2 separate regions of the Macaca mulatta genome follow, and region 2 is linked to region 1. The links are chromatin contacts, called in public Hi-C maps. All regions are on one chromosome and are shown on one strand. The core of a region is the stretch at or near the end of the contact, and the rest is flanking DNA. Distances in the headings are between cores, read along the strand shown.

Evidence for each region. Hi-C and Micro-C count contacts between places; a contact is called where the count stands out from the background.
Region 2: a contact with region 1 is called in a Hi-C map of CD4 T cells, with 6 times the contacts expected there. The contact joins the enhancer-like site here to the promoter of MED13L in region 1. A contact is called at or near these places in 6 of 14 Hi-C or Micro-C datasets (CD4 T cells, blood, cortical neurons and 3 more).

What each region holds. Positions count from the first base shown.
Region 1 is chr11:123,526,573-123,530,705 of T2T-MMU8v2.0, reverse strand. MED13L (mediator complex subunit 13L) reads left to right here and starts at 1,805. Exons shown (of 31, transcript NM_001261532.1): 1 at 1,805-1,897. The coding sequence starts at 1,826.
Region 2 is chr11:123,864,237-123,868,369 of T2T-MMU8v2.0, reverse strand. All of the region lies in intron 5 of SPRING1 (SREBF pathway regulator in golgi 1), which reads left to right. Among named protein-coding and RNA genes, the nearest start is that of SPRING1, 140 kb to the left of the region's middle. Within about 2 kb of position 2,014, at least 17 of the 40 cell types and tissues checked have an H3K27ac peak or open chromatin away from gene starts, as enhancers often do. A contact at or near this core is called in CD4 T cells and fetal cortex germinal zone, where this site is marked.

The sequences.
Region 1 (4,133 bases), core at 556-3,055:
AACGGGGGTCTTGCTACATTGCTCAGGTTGGTGTTAAACCTCGGCTAGGATTACCGGCGTGAGCCACTATGCTAGCCATCGACTCTTCCTCTTTTAGTTTAATCTGCCTGAAACAGCTAGCTGTTCCATGTTTGGAGGCTTATTAGTGAAGACATTGTTTTCTCCTCACCACCTTTTTGGGGATCCGTTTCTTGAGGACTGGGAGAGCCTCTCTTCACAGCAGCACTCCTCCGGACACCCAGGTCATATACTCTCGGGAAATGTTGGTTATTGAATGAATAACGCCAAGAGGAAGGGTCTGCTCCCAACACGGCCTTAGCACAGTGCCTGGAAGTTGTAATAGATTCTGGCACATAGTAGGAGCTCAGGAAACATTTATATAATGAATGAATGAATGAGTGCACACAGTAACTAGGAGAAAGGGCTCAATACACATTTCTGTATTAAACGCACAGTGCCTGGAACACAGTAAGCGCTCCCTCTGTGGCAGCCGTGAATATCCCTGGGCAAAGACTGTGAAACCTAGTCCAAGAGCTTGGCTTCACTGTGCGCGGGTTCGAATCTGGACTCCTCTTCCCAGGTGTGCGACCTCGGGCAAGTGACTTAATCCCTTTGTGCTTCAGTTTTTTTTCTCTGTAAAAGGCGGACGGCGGCGCGAGCCTCCGAAGACACACACTTCCCAGAGCACTCGGACCCGCTGCCTGGTCCACAGCGCGGCCGCCGCGCCACGCCAGCCGGCCTGGGCTGCGGGGACACAGGCCGGGGGCCCCGCGCCCGCTTCCGCGGCCGCCACGGGCGCGACCCGGACCCACGGTCCCGCCCCGGACCCACGGTCCCGCCCCGCCACGATCAGTGCACCGCGAGGGGGCGGGGCGGCCACGAGGGGCAGCCCACGGCAGCCACGGGCCGGCAGTCCGCCGCCCGCCGGGGAGCCCGGCCGCCTGCACTTCTTTCTCTCCCTCTCCGCCTCCCTCCCTCCCTCTTCCCGGCCCGAGGACCCGGCCGCGCTCGGCTCAGCAGCGCCTCCCGCGAGCCGCCGCCGCCGCCGCCACTCCGGACCCCTCCCCCGCCCGCCCCCTGCTCCCCCCGCGCGGCCGGCGCCCGTCACGTGACCCGGCACCAGCCAATGGCGGGCCGAGCCGCGGTCGGCGGCCGCCATTGCTGTCAGAGCAAGCGAGCCCGGGGAGGGAGGAGAAGCGAGGCTGACTGGGGAGGAGGGGGGGGTGGGGGAGGAAGAGGAAGGAGGGGACGTCGCTCGGCTGCCGGGGTCGCCCGCTGGCTTCGTCCGCACCCCCCCCTTCGCGAGTTCGCGCTCCGCGGCGGCGGCGGCTCCGAGGCGGCGGCGGCGGCTCCGGGGCTCGCCTCCCCTCGCGCGCCGGCGGGGGCCGAGGGGGAGTCGGTGGCTGGAGATAAACAAGGCGGCGGCAGCGGCGGCGGCGGCTGAGGAGCAGGGAAGGCGGAGGCGGCGGCCGGCCCGCAGCGCCGGCCCGGGAGGCAGCGGCGGCCCTGAGAGGCGGGGTGGGCGCCGGGCCGCACGGACAGCGCCCCCCGCCGCCGCCGAAGCCGCCGCAGCCGCCGCCGCCGCCCGAGCAGGAAGGAGCCGCGCGGCCGCCGCGGACCCCCCCGCCAGCCCGGGCCCGCCGCCCCCGGCGCGGCGTCGCCGCGGCGCCTCCCGCCTGCCCGCCGGCCCTCGCGCCCTCCCCCGGCGGCGGCGGCGGCCCGGCCGCCCCGCGCTCCCCGGCGAGGCGCCGCCGCCCGGCCCGGCCTCGCCTCGGACGCCTCGCTCCGACATGCCCCGCTCTGGCGGCCGGGCTCGCGGAGGATCATGACTGCGGCAGCGAACTGGGTGGCGAACGGGGCGAGCCTGGAGGATTGTCACTCCAACCTCTTTTCGCTGGTGAGTAGCCGGGCTGCGGGGAGGGGGCTGTGTCGGGGAGGGGGGGCTCCCCGACCTCCGCCGCCGACCAACTTTCTCCTCCCGCCGCCGGGACTTCGCCCCTCCCTCGCGTCTCCCCGCCGTTCGCCTCTCGCCGATTCTCCCCCTTTTGGATCGTCTCTTTCTCGCCTTGGATCCCATCCAGTGTTTATTTGGCTCTTTAAAAATCATTTGTGAGCGCGGCGCTCGGCGTGGAATTTGCATGTGGAAGTCTCGGAGCTGCGGATTCTGGGTCGCACTTCGAACGCCCACCCTCTGTTGCAATTGCACTCCCCTTCTCCTCCCCTTTCCCCCCTTTTTTTCCCCCCTAAATGTGGAAGGCTTTGCCTTGTGCTGCCCGCGCCTCCGATCGGCAACCTCTTCCCCGTTGTCGGATCGGCTGCCTGCCCGCCCGCCCGCCCGCCTGCCTTTTGAATTTTTTTAAATTCCATAATGACACCTGCAATTTCGCCCGAAAACAGTTGATTGAATGCGATTGTGTCAGGAAAGGACTCTTGCACCCGAAGCTCCCGCGATTGTAAACATCGACAGCCGCTTGCCTCTCGGGGCTTACTACGCTGGAGAGCCGTAAAGCCATTGCACCGAGCCGACGGAAGGTGGAGAAAGCTTTTTTTTCTTTCTCTCCTTCTGTGTCTTTTAAAAACTGTTTTATCTGTCCTAACAACGAATCCACACACACACACACACACAAAAGCAACAAGCTGGGCGGTTTGATAACATCGCTTTTATCTGCTTTCGCCTCTCTCGCGCTCTCTCTCTGATAATTGACAACTTTTCCTTCGGATTTGAATCGCCTGCCTTAATCTTGAAGCAGTTAGGGTGTCAATTGTTCTCGTGGAAGCCTGGCACCCGCCGACGGCGTCTAGATTCATCGAAATTAAAAATGTATAGGGCTCCAGCAACTCTTTCCTGGCGGTGGCAGTGACATTTGGTGGTAAATGCCATCTTTGCTTTTTATTGGGTCGTATTACCTACCTCTGAAAACATTCACGTTGTTAAACCTGGCGTTTAGGCTAATAATTGCAGTGCGTGGTCTTTAAATATGTGCTTTGTGCATGAGTTACTGTATGTATAGCTATGTGCCCAGGAGAGTACGAATTTGTTTAAATATTGAGCAAAGATTTGTAAACAGATATAAGGCAATTACGTTTCAAGCGTAGAATATAATTGGAAAATTGGCTGAACAGTTTATTTAATTTATCCTTAAAAACACCCAACTTAGTTGTGTACCCTGGTTTTTTTAGGGGGAGGTGAGTCCCTTTTGGAGAACATACATTTTGGAAATTATTTTCTGTAACCCCCGCTGTAGATAGAAGCATCATTTCCCTCTTAATCCTTGTTTACACTGGATAAATAATTTAGTGTTCAAATTGTAATTAGTTACATTTAATTATGGGTGGCCTAGATGCTTTTTTGCTATGAGACTAATGGAGAAATGCAAATTCTCGCCAACTTTTCAAATGAAAGTATTATGTTATTAAATGTGTTACAATGCAGACCAAAAAATCAACACACGCGATTTTTACCTACAAAGACCGAGTGACATAGTATCATTGATCCCACTCTAGTAAGATCAGGTAAATTTTTTTAAATGAAATATTTTAATCCAGATATTTCATCTTAAAATTCAGTTATAAGTTGGAATTCTTTCTCTTAGTATTTTGATAATTTTCCCTTGATTTTTTTGGTATGTGGGAGTAAAACCCCCTTTTGCCCCTTCTTTTTCCCTCCTCAGTCTTATCATTTGGTATCAGTCAGGTTCAGGGACTTTCACAGATTAGCAAACATATTGATCAAGGGGTACTTAAAATGGTTTTTGTGTGGTTACTGGTGATCACATTGACACAGGTAATTAAAATAACCAAATAGAGAGATCTCCCAAATTATCATATATTATGCTGACTGGTAATGATTGTGTATATACAGATTGTGTAGACGTATGAAAGTGTATGTATAGCCAGTCTTTTAGGGTATATCATTTCTTTTATCTTTTTTTTTTTTTTTTTTTAAAGCTTAAGTAAGAATGATAACGTTACAGAGATAACATGCTTGAGATTCTTTTGGAGAGGCAGTTTTGTAGGAGAGGATTCTGTACTTTGATTTTGACTGACTAAAGGTTTGTGTTTCAGATATTTCTCCCCTAAACCTCTTTAAACCAAAGGATTGATTTTTGAATATGCTTTTAAAAATAATTATT
Region 2 (4,133 bases), core at 765-3,264, 340 kb before region 1:
GGATCACGAGGTCAGGAGATCGAGACCATCCTGGCTAACACAGTGAAACCCCGTCTCTACTAAAAATACAAAAAATCAGCTGGGCATGGTGGCGGGTGCCTGTAGTCCCAGCTACTCGGGAGGCTGAGGCAGGAGAATGGCATGAACCCAGGAGATATAGTTTGCAGTGAGCCAAGATCGCGCCACTGCACTCCAGCCTGGGTGACAGAGCAAGACTCCATCTCTAAAACAAAAACAAAAACAAAACAAAACAACAACAACAAAACAACTTTTTCTCTTCTTACCTCTGTGCAGCCACTGTGGAGACTTAGCTTACATGGACTGTTACAATAGCTTCCTAATTAATCTCTATGTCTGCGGCCTTTTCTTTTCTTCTTCTTCTTTTCTTTTTTTTTCCAAAATAGAGAAACTTGATCCAGCAGCTGAGATGAAGTCAAACTGGTCCAACAGGAATTTACGCAAATGCCCATTTGTCCTTGAGGATGGTTCTTTGAAAGAGAGTAGGAAAATAAAACCAACATCAGTGCCTACTTGTGTGCCAAGCTCTGGACACACATGTTTTTATTTCATCTTCACAAGGACCCTATTAAGTTGCCCTTGTTATCTCCCATTTTACAGAGAGAAAATCAAGGCTCAGAGAGATGATCTGACTTGGACAATTTTCGAGTGACACAGCTGGATTCACACCCAGATCTCTCTGACTTGAAAGTACCTGTTGTCCAGAAAAAAAGACGTAAGTGGAAAAATCAGTGAGACTTGAAAATAGGAGCTTAGTTTAGTTAATAGTAATGAACCAATGTTGGATGGTTTTGATCATTGCAGGATGGTTATGTGAGCTGTGAAGAGTAGAGAAACTTGGGTGAAGGTTATATGGGAACCCTGCACTATTTTGCACCTTTTTGTAACTCTAAAATTATTTCAAAATAAAAAGTTACAGCCAGGCATGGTGGCTCACGCTTGTAATCCCAGCACTTTGGGAGGCGGAGGTGGGTGGACCACCTGAGGTCGGGAGTTCCAGACCAGCCTGGCCAACATGGCAAAACCCCGTCCCTACTAAAAATACAAAAACTAGCCAGGCGTGGTGGTGCACGCCTGCAATCCCAGCTACTCGAGGGAGGGCTGAGGCAGGAGAATCGCTTGAACCCAGGAGGCAGAGGTTGCATTGAGCTGAAATCGCGCCACTGCACTCCAGCCTGGGCCACAGAGTGAGATTCCATCTCAAAAAAAAAAAAAAAAAAAAAAGTTACGTAAACTGTGCACTTTGGGAGATAAGGATGTGTCGGCGTAGGTTCATCAACTGTAACAAATATGCCACTCTGGGGCAGGATGTTGATGGTGGCGGAGGCTGCGCATGTTTCAGGAAGGAAGTGTATGGGGAATCTCTGTACCTGCTGCTCAATTTTGCAGCGAAACTCTCAAAAAGTCAAAAACCGTTGTAAAAAATAAAGTCCATTAAAAAAGGAAATAAACTACCTGCTGTCTCCACTGTGTGTTCTCTGTACGTCTCACTGAACATCACGATCTTCTGCAGAACAATCCTCCACCCCTTACCCCCGCCCCCATACACACACTCATGCCCATGCACACACAATGGGCTCACACGAACTCCACAGTGTCTTTGCACAGGGAATATCGCGCCCATCAGCAAATCCAGCTGCAAGCTGTACCCTACTCCTAAGCATCAGTAGGAATCGTGAAAAGGAGATAATAAAGGGGTGCATGTGAATTACACTAGTAGCTGTGTTCATCTACTTACCCCTCCTTTCTGGCTACAAAAATGCAACGGTATTACTTGCAACATACGTTGCAAAATGCCTTTCCTACCTCTCCCCCCCCCCTGTATTGCCTCCTCCCCTTCCTCTTCGGGTTGGCGTGTAACCTCAGTGATCCAGCCAAATGAGTTATTTGAGATGGAAACGTTAATTTATTTGAGCAGATGGGCGTCAACGCTGCTCTGTAAAAAGGTGGCGGTATGCCGTATTGGCCCAGAGTGGTGCAGATGAAGTCCTGGCTGCCTCGCTGAATCACCGAGTGTGAACAGAATCATATGTTAACGGCACTGAGGGAAATGCCTATTTAAGCCAAACCCTTCCAGAAAACAAATCATTAGCCCCCGATTTTTGTTTTAAATCTGGATTTTCACATCTCAGGTTTGCTGAGGGTCTGAAAAATCTGAAACTCATTATTTCTCAAAGTGTGGTCTGATGACCACCCTCCTCAGAGTCACCCAAGGGCTTATTAAAAACACAGATTCGGGGGACCCAACCCCCCTGACCTACAAACTCCCACTCTCAGGGGTGCAGGCTTGGAGGAATCTGCAATGTTAACAAGCTCCCTGGGGAACTGTCACTAACATTGGGCCCCCATCACTGAAGCGGTGCTGTCAAACTGCCCAGGAAAATCCTTTCAAAACAAAATAAAACAAAGCAAAAAAAAAAAAAAAAAAACCTTGGAATTTGGGGTGGGATTTTTGTTTATTTGGTTGGTTGTGTCTTTCTTTCTACTTCCGTCTACTTTTTCAGATTTTGTGCGAAAGAATGACCCCCCCCTTTGGCGATTAGAAGTAAATAAATAAAAAGGATAAAAAAGATAGCACAAAGAGATTATTTGTGCATGAGAAGTAAAAGACAGTTTGGAAATTTCAGGAATTTCCAAGAAAAGGAGGCTTCCTTGTCTCTCTGTCCTTGGCAACTGAACTTGGACTAGCTTCTCCACACTCCCCACCCCTACCTCCCCCTCCCGGACAGCCGCCTTCTCTAAGTGTTACAACCAATTTTCTCTTGAATACATGTAGTGAGGAAGCCTCAATGACTTCCCAAGGGACCTTACTTATAGGGAAGAGGCACCACGGGAAGATTTATGGAACGTCTGTAAAATATGTGTGTAGAAACTTGCGACATTCTGATCACTACCAAGGAAAAAAAAAACAAAACTGGACAGTTTCTTACTAGTCAGTTTCATGAGCATTTTTATGGATTTTTAAAAATTAATTAATCTTTTCTCCCTTTGTTAGGAATTCTTGGCACAGACACAAGCCCGGGAGAAGGGTAATATTGCCCACGGGCTGTGTGTCCAAACTGTCAGGCTTTCAATCCTAAATCTCTGGAGGCAAAAGGCCAGATTTCATGTGCTTCCCATGAAGTGGGGAGAATCTTGTCAACGTTGGAGAGAAGGGAGTATTATTAGTGGGATTGCCACCACTGCCTCTAACAGCCTCAGTGCCACTGGCAAGCGCCATATGGTCCTAGACAGCCTCTTCCCTGGGCTGTCTCCACGCCCAGAGCCATTTGCAGGATGGGAAAGAGCCCTCAATGTTTGCCACACGGCACCAGGCCCTGTCTACCTCTAGCGCCCTGGTCCTATGTGGAAGCATCAATCGGGCATCTGGTTTTTCTCAGCCTCACAGGTTCCAGTCTTCCCCCACCCCCAACCCCCGCCTCGGCAGTTTGCTGCTGAAGACAATGAACCAAGCGGAATTTCCCGGCCTAAGAGGGGAACTGGAGCTCGGCATCCTGCTTTTGTTACCAGTTCATCTTGGGCTCCTTCTTGGCCTCAGTTTCTTCATCTGTAAAATAAAAAATCCAGAAAAATCTGCTCTAGAGGAATGTTGTGAAGATGAGAGATAATTTGGAAACTGGTGGTTCTCAACCGGGAGCAACTTTGTCCCCTCTCTACTCCCACACCCAAGGGGGTATTTGGTGATGTCTGGAGACAGTGTTGGTTGTTACAGCTTAGGGGGAGGGGTACTACTGGCATTTTGTGGATAGAGGCCAAGGATGCTGCTAAACATCCTACAGGGCAGCCCCCCCAACACCAAGAATCATCCAACGCAAATATCAATGATCCTGGCCGGGTGCGATGGCTGATGCCTGTAATCCCAACACTTTGGGAGGCCAAGGTGGGCAGATCACTTGAGGTCAGGAGTTCAGGACCAGCCTGGCCAACGTGGCAAAACGCTGTCTCTACAAAAATACAAAAATTAGCTAGCTGGTCGTGGTGACGGACATCTGTAGTCCCAGCTACTCTGGAAGCTGAGAGAGGAGAATTGCTTGAACCCGGGAGGTGGAGATTGCAATGAGCCAAGATTGTGGCAGTGAGCCGAGATTGTGCCGCTGCACTCCAGCCTGGGCAAC